Linked DNA regions of Zea mays: region 1 is linked to region 2. The links are chromatin contacts, called in public Hi-C maps. All regions are on one chromosome and are shown on one strand. The core of a region is the stretch at or near the end of the contact, and the rest is flanking DNA. Distances in the headings are between cores, read along the strand shown. Region 1 holds the start of LOC100304385 (leunig-related8). Region 2 holds the start of LOC100383553.

The links. A called contact is a pair of places that touch in the nucleus more often than the background predicts.
Region 1: a Hi-C map of endosperm shows a contact between it and region 2, with 2.6 times the contacts expected there. The contact joins the promoter of LOC100304385 here to the promoter of LOC100383553 in region 2. A contact is called at or near these places in 5 of 25 Hi-C or Micro-C datasets (ear, endosperm, leaf and 1 more).

Annotation. Positions count from the first base shown.
Region 1 is chr6:14,009,382-14,014,010 of Zm-B73-REFERENCE-NAM-5.0, reverse strand. LOC100304385 (leunig-related8) reads right to left here and starts at 1,343. Exons shown (of 5, transcript NM_001346256.1): 1 at 1,107-1,343.
Region 2 is chr6:13,771,099-13,776,203 of Zm-B73-REFERENCE-NAM-5.0, reverse strand. It overlaps LOC100383553, which reads left to right and starts at 2,188. Exons shown (of 6, transcript NM_001349063.1): 1 at 2,188-2,518; 2 at 2,890-3,135; 3 at 3,319-3,380; 4 at 4,996-5,089. The coding sequence starts at 2,912.

The DNA.
Region 1 (4,629 bases), core at 94-2,593, 240 kb before region 2:
CGCTTAAGCCCCCTCTTCATCTTAGGATTAGGGCGGGTGCATTCCGCCACCCGACCGGAGATTTCCCTCTCCGATAGTATCCCACAGTGTAATCAAAGGCAGGACAAAAATTAGGCTGCGCACATCAAAGCAAAGCCATGACAACACTATCTTGTGCTAGGCATCTCTGATTTAAAAGAACATTGCTACAATGTAGCCAAGCAACGTAGTTGGAAAAGAACAACCAATGGTTAGCAGTGATTACTGCTACTACTTGAACCAAGAAGTGACAAAGCATACTAAAAGGAATGTGCATAGTGAACGATACATATGCCAGTCAGCATCAGCCAGCCTTCGAAGCAGCCAAAAAGTTCCAGATCTAATCCAATCCCAACACCTACCGATGGTAAAGCTACGACTGCAAGCACATTCCACAAAGGGATGCACAAGTTGCAGTTAGGTTGCAAAGTACAAACAAGAAGAAGCATGCTGCTAGAGCGTCATGCTTGGGTAAACCAAAGTCTCCCAATCCAGCCAATCCTATTTTGTCCATATATCAGTACAGGATAAGGCACGCAGCATCAACTGTCTAGCACCACCAGGCACCAGCAGCCATCTCCTGTAGTCATGTCCTCGTAATGCTACTTTCCACAGGCACCGTTCCTTGCACACCGAAAGATTCCCACGCACAGGGGGCACGCATCCATTCCCTTCACAACCAGAGCATAAGTAGCAAATGGATCAGCACGGAGTCATTAACGGCAACACGCAGATCCACGTCGGCAATCTACTCGTGCCATCACTAGCAACTTGCTCAATTAACCACCAGGAACCCGCGGCCGACGCGTACCCCTCAGTAACCAACTCCGCGCATCGGACAAGGAAACGCAGCAGACGGCGCCGTGGCGCGCCCCGATCACGGAATCGCTCCCCGCCCACTGCCACCATCACACGCACACACACCACCCAACCCAGCACCAGTTGTGGAGCAAAAGTTCAATCATCTGTTCATCGCACCTAGCCAGGGCGGCGCGGGCAGTAACCGGCACACGTAAGCGGACAAGCTCCCCGTCCCACGCGGCGGTCAGCGAGGGTTAGCGATCGGAGCAGAGGGGGAGGGGCCTAACCTCCAGCCGGGAGTCCCGATCCCGCCGATTCGCCGAGAAACCACAAGAGGAGCCCAGAATCTGAGCCGAATCGCGCGGAATCTCCGGGGAATCGCCGGCCCCGGCGGAGAGGAGGCGGCCCAGCGGTCGGATTGGGTGGGGGAAAGCGGCGAGAGGGAGCGGAGGTGTAGGGAGAGGGAGGAATGGAGGGGGGAGGGGTGGTCCGGTGTTTGGCTTTGGGGAGAGAGTGGGGAAACAGACTGAACGGAAAAAAGGTTGTGATGCAGGGAGGGGGCACACACAGGCACACAGCAGGCAGGCGCACCACCAGGATTAAAAAAACAAAAAACAAAAAACAAAAACAAAGGGTAGACTAGATGAGTACGCGACGCCCCGCGTTACCTTCCCTGCGGATCTTTTGCTTTATGCTGTCTTCAACAGTTTCATTTAAATTTCGTCCCCTAAAATAATATTAAAGTGTCCAGAATATTAGAGCGTCCCCTAAAAGAATATTAGTGTCGTCGTTTCGAGACCGGGGTCCCTCGGGCCGACGAGTGAGTGCCGCGTGCCCCAGCCCAGATGGGTCGAGCGCGTGGGCGAGCGCGAAGGGGGGAAAGGAGCGAGGCGGCCGGAGACCGGCGTGAGAGAGGTGGGAATCCCGCGGCCTTCGTGTTCGTCCCGCGCCCAGGTCGGGTGCGCTTGCAGTAGGGGGTTACAAGCGTCCACGCGGGAGAGGGAAGCGAGCGGCCCCAAGAGAGCGCCTGCCCCCGTCCTCGTCCCCGCGCGGCCAACCCTCTCTAAGAGGGCCCTAGTCCTTCCTTTTATAGTCGTAAGGAGAGGATCACTACACCAAAATCATACACTTCCTACGGTTTTTTAACTTCCTACAGCTTTTATAACAAACCGTAGGAAATAAATAACTTCCGAGAGGCAATTGGTAGCTCTAGGAAATAAACATAACTTCCTACGGTATTTTATAAAAGCTGTCGGAAGTAAAAAAACCGTAGGAAGTTAGATAACTTCCTACGGCCTCCTCTAGGAAGTTAGGTTTCAGCTGTTGACTAGTCAAACGAAAAGCTAACTTCCTACGGCTGGCTCTAGGAAGTTAGCTGCCCAGCTAACTTTCTACGGCCTCCTCTAGGAAGTTAGGTTTCAGTTGTTGACCAGTCAAACGAAAAGCTAACTTCCTACGGCTGGCTCTAGGAAGTTAGCTGCCCAGATAACTTCCTACGGCCTCCTCTAGGAAGTTAGTTCTCAGTTGTTGACCAGTCAAACAAAAATTTAACTTCCTACGGCCAGCTCTAGGAAGTTACTTAACTTCCTAGAGTAAATGTACAAACTCTAGAAAGTTACGTAACTTCCTACAACTTTACTCTAGTAAGTTATGTTTTTTATTTTAAATCTCTACTCAACCTTATCTTCTCTCTCGCCTTTCTCAACCCGTCTCTCTCTCTGTCTCTTGGAGCCGCCAGCCGCAACCGCCGCCTGCCCCCGCCGCGGCCACCCCCGGCCCCTGACGCGCCGACCACGGACGCCCGTTCCACCGGATCTCGTGGTTCCAATCCGTCGTGGCCTTGACTCCCTCGCAACCTGCTTCTACGACCAACCCACACATACGTACGACATTTCCCTCCCTCTCCTCTCGGCGCCCTGCCAGACGCCATCTCCTTCCTGTACTGCGTCCGGTCCGGGTGCTTGGCTGCTTGCTCCCTCCCCGGGATCCTGGCTCTTTGTTTATTCTACCCAAGCGTACTTCGCCTCCATTAGTTAATTTGCTCCCGTCGATCACTTGTTAATCCCTGGTGCGCGATTCAAGAACCGTGCGCGTGTTTCATACAAGACCTCCGATTTGCTCCCGGAAAGTTTCTGTTTTTTTAATCCGAGTTGATTCATCAAATGATGAGGCAGAGCTAGCTAGGTAGCTCGTCATTTCGTGCTGTTTTGATTTGATACCGAGCTAGCTTAGTGGTTGTTTGAATAGAGGTTAGCATCAGTAGCACGCATCGTTGTGGCTCAATAGTACGATTACTTCTCTTTTGCCATTTATTTCCTCCCCTTCTGGCTTCTAGATGATCAATACTACGTAACTGTGAGAGGTCGCCCCCTCGGTAGCAAGCAAATTCATTGAATGCAATCTGCAGCAGCTCTCCGCTAGCTGCTCGCCATTTCGTCCTACTGCGCCTGCATCGGTACTGTCCTGTACTACCAAATGCCAATCCATCTGGACACTGCAGATCCAGATGCACGCGTAGTCGTCGTGTCGCTGCAGCTGCTCCTTGTGGTGCCATGGTAGGACGAGACGGCCGCTCGAGCCACAGAGAAATAATGGGGGGCTGCTTGTCCCTGGCGCTGGCACGTCTTCCTCGTCGTGTCGCTGCAGCTGCTCCTTGTGGCGCCAAGGCAGGACAAGACTGCCGCTCGAGCTCTCAATTTCACCAGGCAGGATTTCCTCAGGGCCTTCGTCTTTGGCGCCGGCACGTCAGCTTATCAGGTAGGTAGGATCAGTAAAGCTCGCGCGAGTTTCGTCGTACATCTTTTAGTTCAGCCTCTTGGGGGTTGTTTGAAGAGAGTTCTTGGACTAACTTCATCTTAATTCTCGGTCAACTCTATTGTTTCCCTACAGCTTAACGTCATGTTGCTTATGCTTAATTATATATATGCAGTACAAAGGGGCAACCGATGAAGACTGAAGGAGCCCAAGCATATGGGACAACTTTACTCATGCAGGTGAACCTTGATTTGTGAATCGTTTTATTTATATATGTCATATGGTTGGGCTTGAGAGCCCTCAATTTGAGAGAGAAGGGAGATGATGGAGGTTCATGGGAAGAAAAAGAAGGGAGTGAACAAGGACGAAGATGGGAGATGAAAGAAAGAAAGAAAGAAGGGATTGAACAAGGAAGAAGGGAGATGATGGAAGAAAGAAAGAAAGAAAGGAAGGAAGGAAGGAGTGCCCTTGTCCTATACTATACTATAGGCAACGTGCAGATAAAAAATGGGGAAAACATGAAAAAGAAACGAAAAAGAAAAAAAACTAAAGCTCATGGAAGGTGAGGACTCTACATATCTTATATTGTTTCATTGGTTGAGTGCAATACATGTATTCTTAATCTGTCGTGATGTTACTTGGTTTGTAGGTACACAATGTTTGCTACCGTCATTGACTCGAGCCAGGTGAGGGTTCAGCGTGGAGGCTCATCGAGGTCTGCTACTCCATCTACCGAACATCAGGTATGCATATTCGTCATCATTTACTTGTTGTTAGTTATATTATGATGTAACTTAGCAAATGTCATTTTTACATGTATATTAGACCCCTCCAGCTACCTTGCCGACACATGAACAAGATGACGGGTTAGACTTTGTCGAAACCCCCTTCACTAGTGGAGGTATCGACCATCACTCGTCACTGTAACCCAATGGTGATCGGCGACCATGAGCTTCAATGTTATTGCGTTCTGATACTTGAGACTTTATTATAACTATGTATGAGATATTGTCTCTTATTAGTACTGGATGATGAGATGTGTCTTATTATGACTAT
Region 2 (5,105 bases), core at 939-3,438:
TAGGACATTTCCGAGACCAGCAGGAGCGATTCTGTAACGGAATCCCATCAGAGGGAGGCATCGAGCCCTTGGACCCTATCAAACGGGACCGGGTCCGGCAAATCACCTGCAGGTACTTTTGGAGCGCGCCTCTAGGCCACTAGCCGACCCTTATCGAACGGGGCACGGGCATCCACTCGGATCACCCGTTAGCAACTCACTGGAGACACCATGTTCGGTGCCCTCCGAGGGCAACATGGCGCTTTCCCCCCTCCTCCTTGCGGAAAGGCGACGAAGGGGCGTATGATAAAAGCCGAGTCAGTCCTTGACCGTCCTCTCGCTCTGTGCGGAGGCTCGGGGGCTGCTCTCGCAAACCCGACCCCGGCCAAACCGTTGACGGCGTCAACATACCAGTCCGAGAACTTGGAACCTGACCATGCACCCGGGCTATGACCAGATCGCATGAGGGAACAACCAGACCGGCCGAGGCGTCACGAAAGGCACTAAGACCTCGGAGGAGTCAAACCACTCCTCCGAGGCCTCGGGGGCTACACTCGGCGGGTGCGCTCGCGCGGACCCACCAGAACAAAATGTAACCGAGAAAGGCCGGTCCCCTTGCAAAAAAAGTGCGACAAAGCCTCCAAGCAAGTACCAACACTCCCTTTGAGGCTCGGGGGCTACTGTCGGAGACCATAATTAGGGGTACCCCCAAGACTCCTAAACTCGGCTAGTAACCACCATCAGCACAAGCTGCAAAGGCCTGATGGGCGCAATACAGGTCAAAGCTCCGTCCACTCAATGGACACGATCTCGCCTCGCCCGAGCCCAGCCTCGGGCAGGAACAGTAGACCCAGGCGGATTCACGCCTCGCCCGAGGGCCTCCTCAAGCAACAGGCACACCTTCGACTCGCCCGAGGCCCAGCTCGGGCAGGCTTCACAGTGAAGCAACCTTGGCCAGATCGCCTCGCCAACCGACCGTATCGCAGGAGCATTCAATGCAAGGATCGCCTGACACCTTATCCTGACGCGCGTTCCTCAGTCGGTAGGGCTGAAGTGACCGCAGTCACTTCGCCCCTCCACTGACTGACCTGACAGGAAAACAGCGCTGCCTGCCCTGCTCCGACTGTTGTGCCACCCGCCAGGGTGAGGCTGACAGCAACTGAGTCCAGCCTCAGGCGCCATAGGAAGCTCCGCCTCGCCCGACCCGGGGCTCGGCCCCCGCCTCGACCTCGGAAGACGGTCTCCGCCTCGCCCGACCCCAGGGCTCGGACTCAGCCTCGACCTCGGAAGACGGTTTCCGCCTCACCCGACCCAGGGCTCGGACTCAGTCTCGACCTCGGAGGAGTCACCGCCTCGCCCGACCTTGGGCTCGGACCGGCCACGTTACAGGGGGGCACATCATTACCCTACCCCTAGCTAGCTCAGGCTACGAGGGACAGGACCGACGTCCCATCTGGCTCGCCCCGGTAAACAAGTAATGATGGCACCCCGCGTGCTCCCATGACGACGGCGGTTCTCAGCCCCCTACGGAAGCAAGGAGACGTCAGCAAGGACCCGACAGCCCCGACAACTGTGCTTCTACAGGGCTCAAGCGCTCCTCCGACGGTCACGACATCACATGAACAGGGCACTAACACCTCTCCGACAGCCATATCGGCATGTACATAGGGCTCTGGCTCCTCTCTGCCGGACACGTTAGCACGTTGCTACACCCCCCATTGTACACCTGGACCATCTTCTTACATCTATAAAAGGAAGGTCCAGGGCCCTCGTACGAGAAGGTGGCCGCACGGGAGGACGAGCTGACGGACAGACTCTCTCTCCCTCCCTCGCGAACGCTTGTAACCCCCTACTGCAAGCGCATCCGCCCTGGGCGCAGGATAACACGAGCCGTGGTTCCCTCTTTTTTCCTCCTTGTGTTCCATCTCGCGCCGATCCATCTGGGCTGGGACACGCAGCGACAATTTACTCGTCGGTCCAGGGACTCCGGGGTCGAAACGCCGACAGATATTCTGTATTAAATTAATAGCTCTGAATCAACACTTCCCTAATCCCTATCATCGTCAGCATTGTGTTTTGGATATATTAAATTTTGTAATAGGGGAAAAAAAACTCGCTCCACGCCATCCCGACCGCCGCCGCCACGTCGTCAGCGTCGACCCTAATCTCAAGAAAAAGCCACCAAAGAGGCAATAGGCAGCCGCCCAGCCTTGAAGCCGTCAGCGTCGACCCGCCTCACGCTTGTTCGCCCGTTCTCCCTCTTCCCGGAGTTAGGTACGACGACGTGCCGCCGCTAGGTACCTCCGCGCGAAGACGACGCGCCGCTGGTAGGTAGGCCGTAGGCGCGCAGCCCGCAGCCGTAGAGCTGCCCAGGCCCGGCCGACTCCCGATCTGCATCTCTCGGACCGCCCGATGCCCTGCGGGCTGCGTCCAGCGTAACCTCGCCTCCCAGCGCCAGGGTAAACCGGCCCCAGCGAGGGACGCGCCTCAAGCGGAGCCCGACAGACCGGCAGCTGAAACCCTTGCCAACTGGCTCCTGGTGAGTGCCTACTTCCCACTTAGGTTAGAGATTTTGAATGTATATTGCTTTCAAAGTTATTGTTAATCTGACGCGGCAGCATCGCGTGATTCTCCACTGAAATCCTACTGCAGATTTGTGTGTCAAGCACTGATACGTATGTTTCCGAATGTATATGAAAATTTGCTGTTTCCGTTCCTTGGGGAAATACTGAATTCTGGCCTTCCCATACCCTAGGTGGCTAGGTTAAAATCCTGGGTCTGCCACTGCTTGGATGCATGCTCCCCCCCTGGATTTCCTTTTATCCACAATCAAATTCAAATCCCAGCCTCTGAACTGCACTTTACTTTCCCCCCACAAGTTTTGCTGACTTTACTTTTTTTCCCCACAAGTTTTGCCGGGTTGAAGAGAACCATGCAGGACATGAAGCCCGCCGCTGCTGCAGTCGCCAAGGTGGTGGCTGGTGACTCGCCTCCCTCTGCTGCTAGTCCTGCTCCTGCGCCAGCAGTGGCCAACAGCAATGGGACACCACAGAAGCCGCCTCCTATTCCTGCCGCCGCCTTCGACATGCCCAAGCCAAACCTCCGGGGCCTTAACAAGCCCAAGTGCATCCTGTGTGGTAACATCGCCCGCTCCCGGTAAGAAGACAGAGTTTATCGATACTTCCTTATTAGGCAGAACTATTTCCTCCTACTTGTGGTATGGTGTGCGGAGGCAGTTTACAGGCAACTAAGAACCTTCACCTTTGTTATGTGATAGAGACCACGGTGATTTTTTATTTGTTAATGAATTATATGCGCGCACTCTGCTTGGCCTTTCAGGTGCCCATTCCAGTGTTGCAAGAGCTGCTGCTACAAGGCTCAGAATCCTTGCCACATCCATGGTATGTGTGATATACTCCTGATAATCTGCACTTGAAGTTAGTGACCTACAAGCAGTTTGGTGAATGGTGATATTCTATATAAATATCTGCACACTTGCATATCTGGTCTAGCCAGTTTACCAGGCATCCCTTCTATTTTTTGGTTAGGCAAAATTGCCTCTATAGCCCTCTCCATGAATCATTCTTAACATACTACTCTCCAAACTCAGTGTTCTATCTTATCACTCTCTAGTCCCTACTCAGTTTTCCCCACCCTTGTGCTGTGCGACACGATTGAAAACCAGTGGCACAGGTTGGAATGCAGGATTCTCACAGTTACATTCTCTGTCTCCAAGGCCACTCGTCACTCACAATCCCCTGTCGCTTTCTGTCTTTACTCTCAATCTTCTACCCCTGCAGCCACTGCAGATCTCACCATCCTCAGTGCAGGGCACTCTCTAGTGGACATCACCATGGTGCTTGATGTCCATGAGCAAGCAATGCCACCTGCATGAGGTCATCTCTTAGGGACTACACCAGGAGTGAAGCTGTGCTCCATGCACATAACCGTGCGCGTGGGGGTGGATGAGGGAGAGGGAGGTAAGGAGACAGCAGGTTTGATGGAATACTATGACAAGCAATCAGGAAGGGAATGTGTTCTATATTATAAAATGGATAACTGAGTTTGGACATCAGTATTAGCAAAACAGATTGTGGAAAATGCTATCGAGGCAACTTCACCTTTTTTCTACTCTCATCCAGCAGTTGTTCCAGATTTTTTTTATATTTAGGGATACATTTGGTTTCGTAGCTGAAACGAGCTTGCTTAGAAGTGCAAGCTAGCAGATTTAACCAATCCATCCTAGCAATGTGTTACTATTTATTTGTTTTCTTAGACAATTGAATTGGTTATTAGCAGTCCGAAATTACCATCCAGAATTAATGCCTGAAACAATGTTTGGAACATAGTCACGAATTTTGTGGATCAACGGGGTCGAGGCACATGGTTTCCTACTTACAAACTTGCGAGAGGTTTATACACGACAGTGTTGAAAATATTTCTGTGTACCCAGGTCGGTATGACAGTTCCTGGGTTTTGGGTCGATGCCTTCAACTCTGTTTTCTGTGAGGCTTTGGAATAAATCTCGGGAAAGGCGCAAACTGCAAGCACCACTCATTCTACAGAAATAGAATGTTTAAAAAAACTAAAGTAGTAATGGAAGGCCATAGATGAAATTTTGCATGGTGACGACTTGCATCCTGTCAGGATGTTGTGAGCTATCTTGCTTCAAGGACATGTCAAGTATGTGTGGAGGAAGTGTTAGATGGGTTATTGATTAAACCTTGCATTAACCATGAATGGAGCTATTCTCTTCATGATTTATGAAGAAATGGGGGGAAGAGGCAAGTGAAGGGTTTCAAAGCTTTTGTAGTTCCAAACTTCTGGTCTAGCCAAGCAGTGTTAGTGGCTATGTTAGAATCATTTCTGCTTCTATCTCAACCTTCATGTCAATTCCATTTTTCTTGCTTTAAACTTTCTTTTACATTGTTTATTATCATGTCTGCTGCTCTGTGTTTTTTTACTCTACTCTGAACACCACTAACGTTGCCTCGCTTTTACTTATCATGATACTAGTTCTGAAGCAGACCAACACATTGCCAGATAAGCCGTCACCTGCAACTGCTCCTGCAACAACAGAACAGCAATCTAACAATTTACCTGCAACCAGGTAAAATTCATAAAAC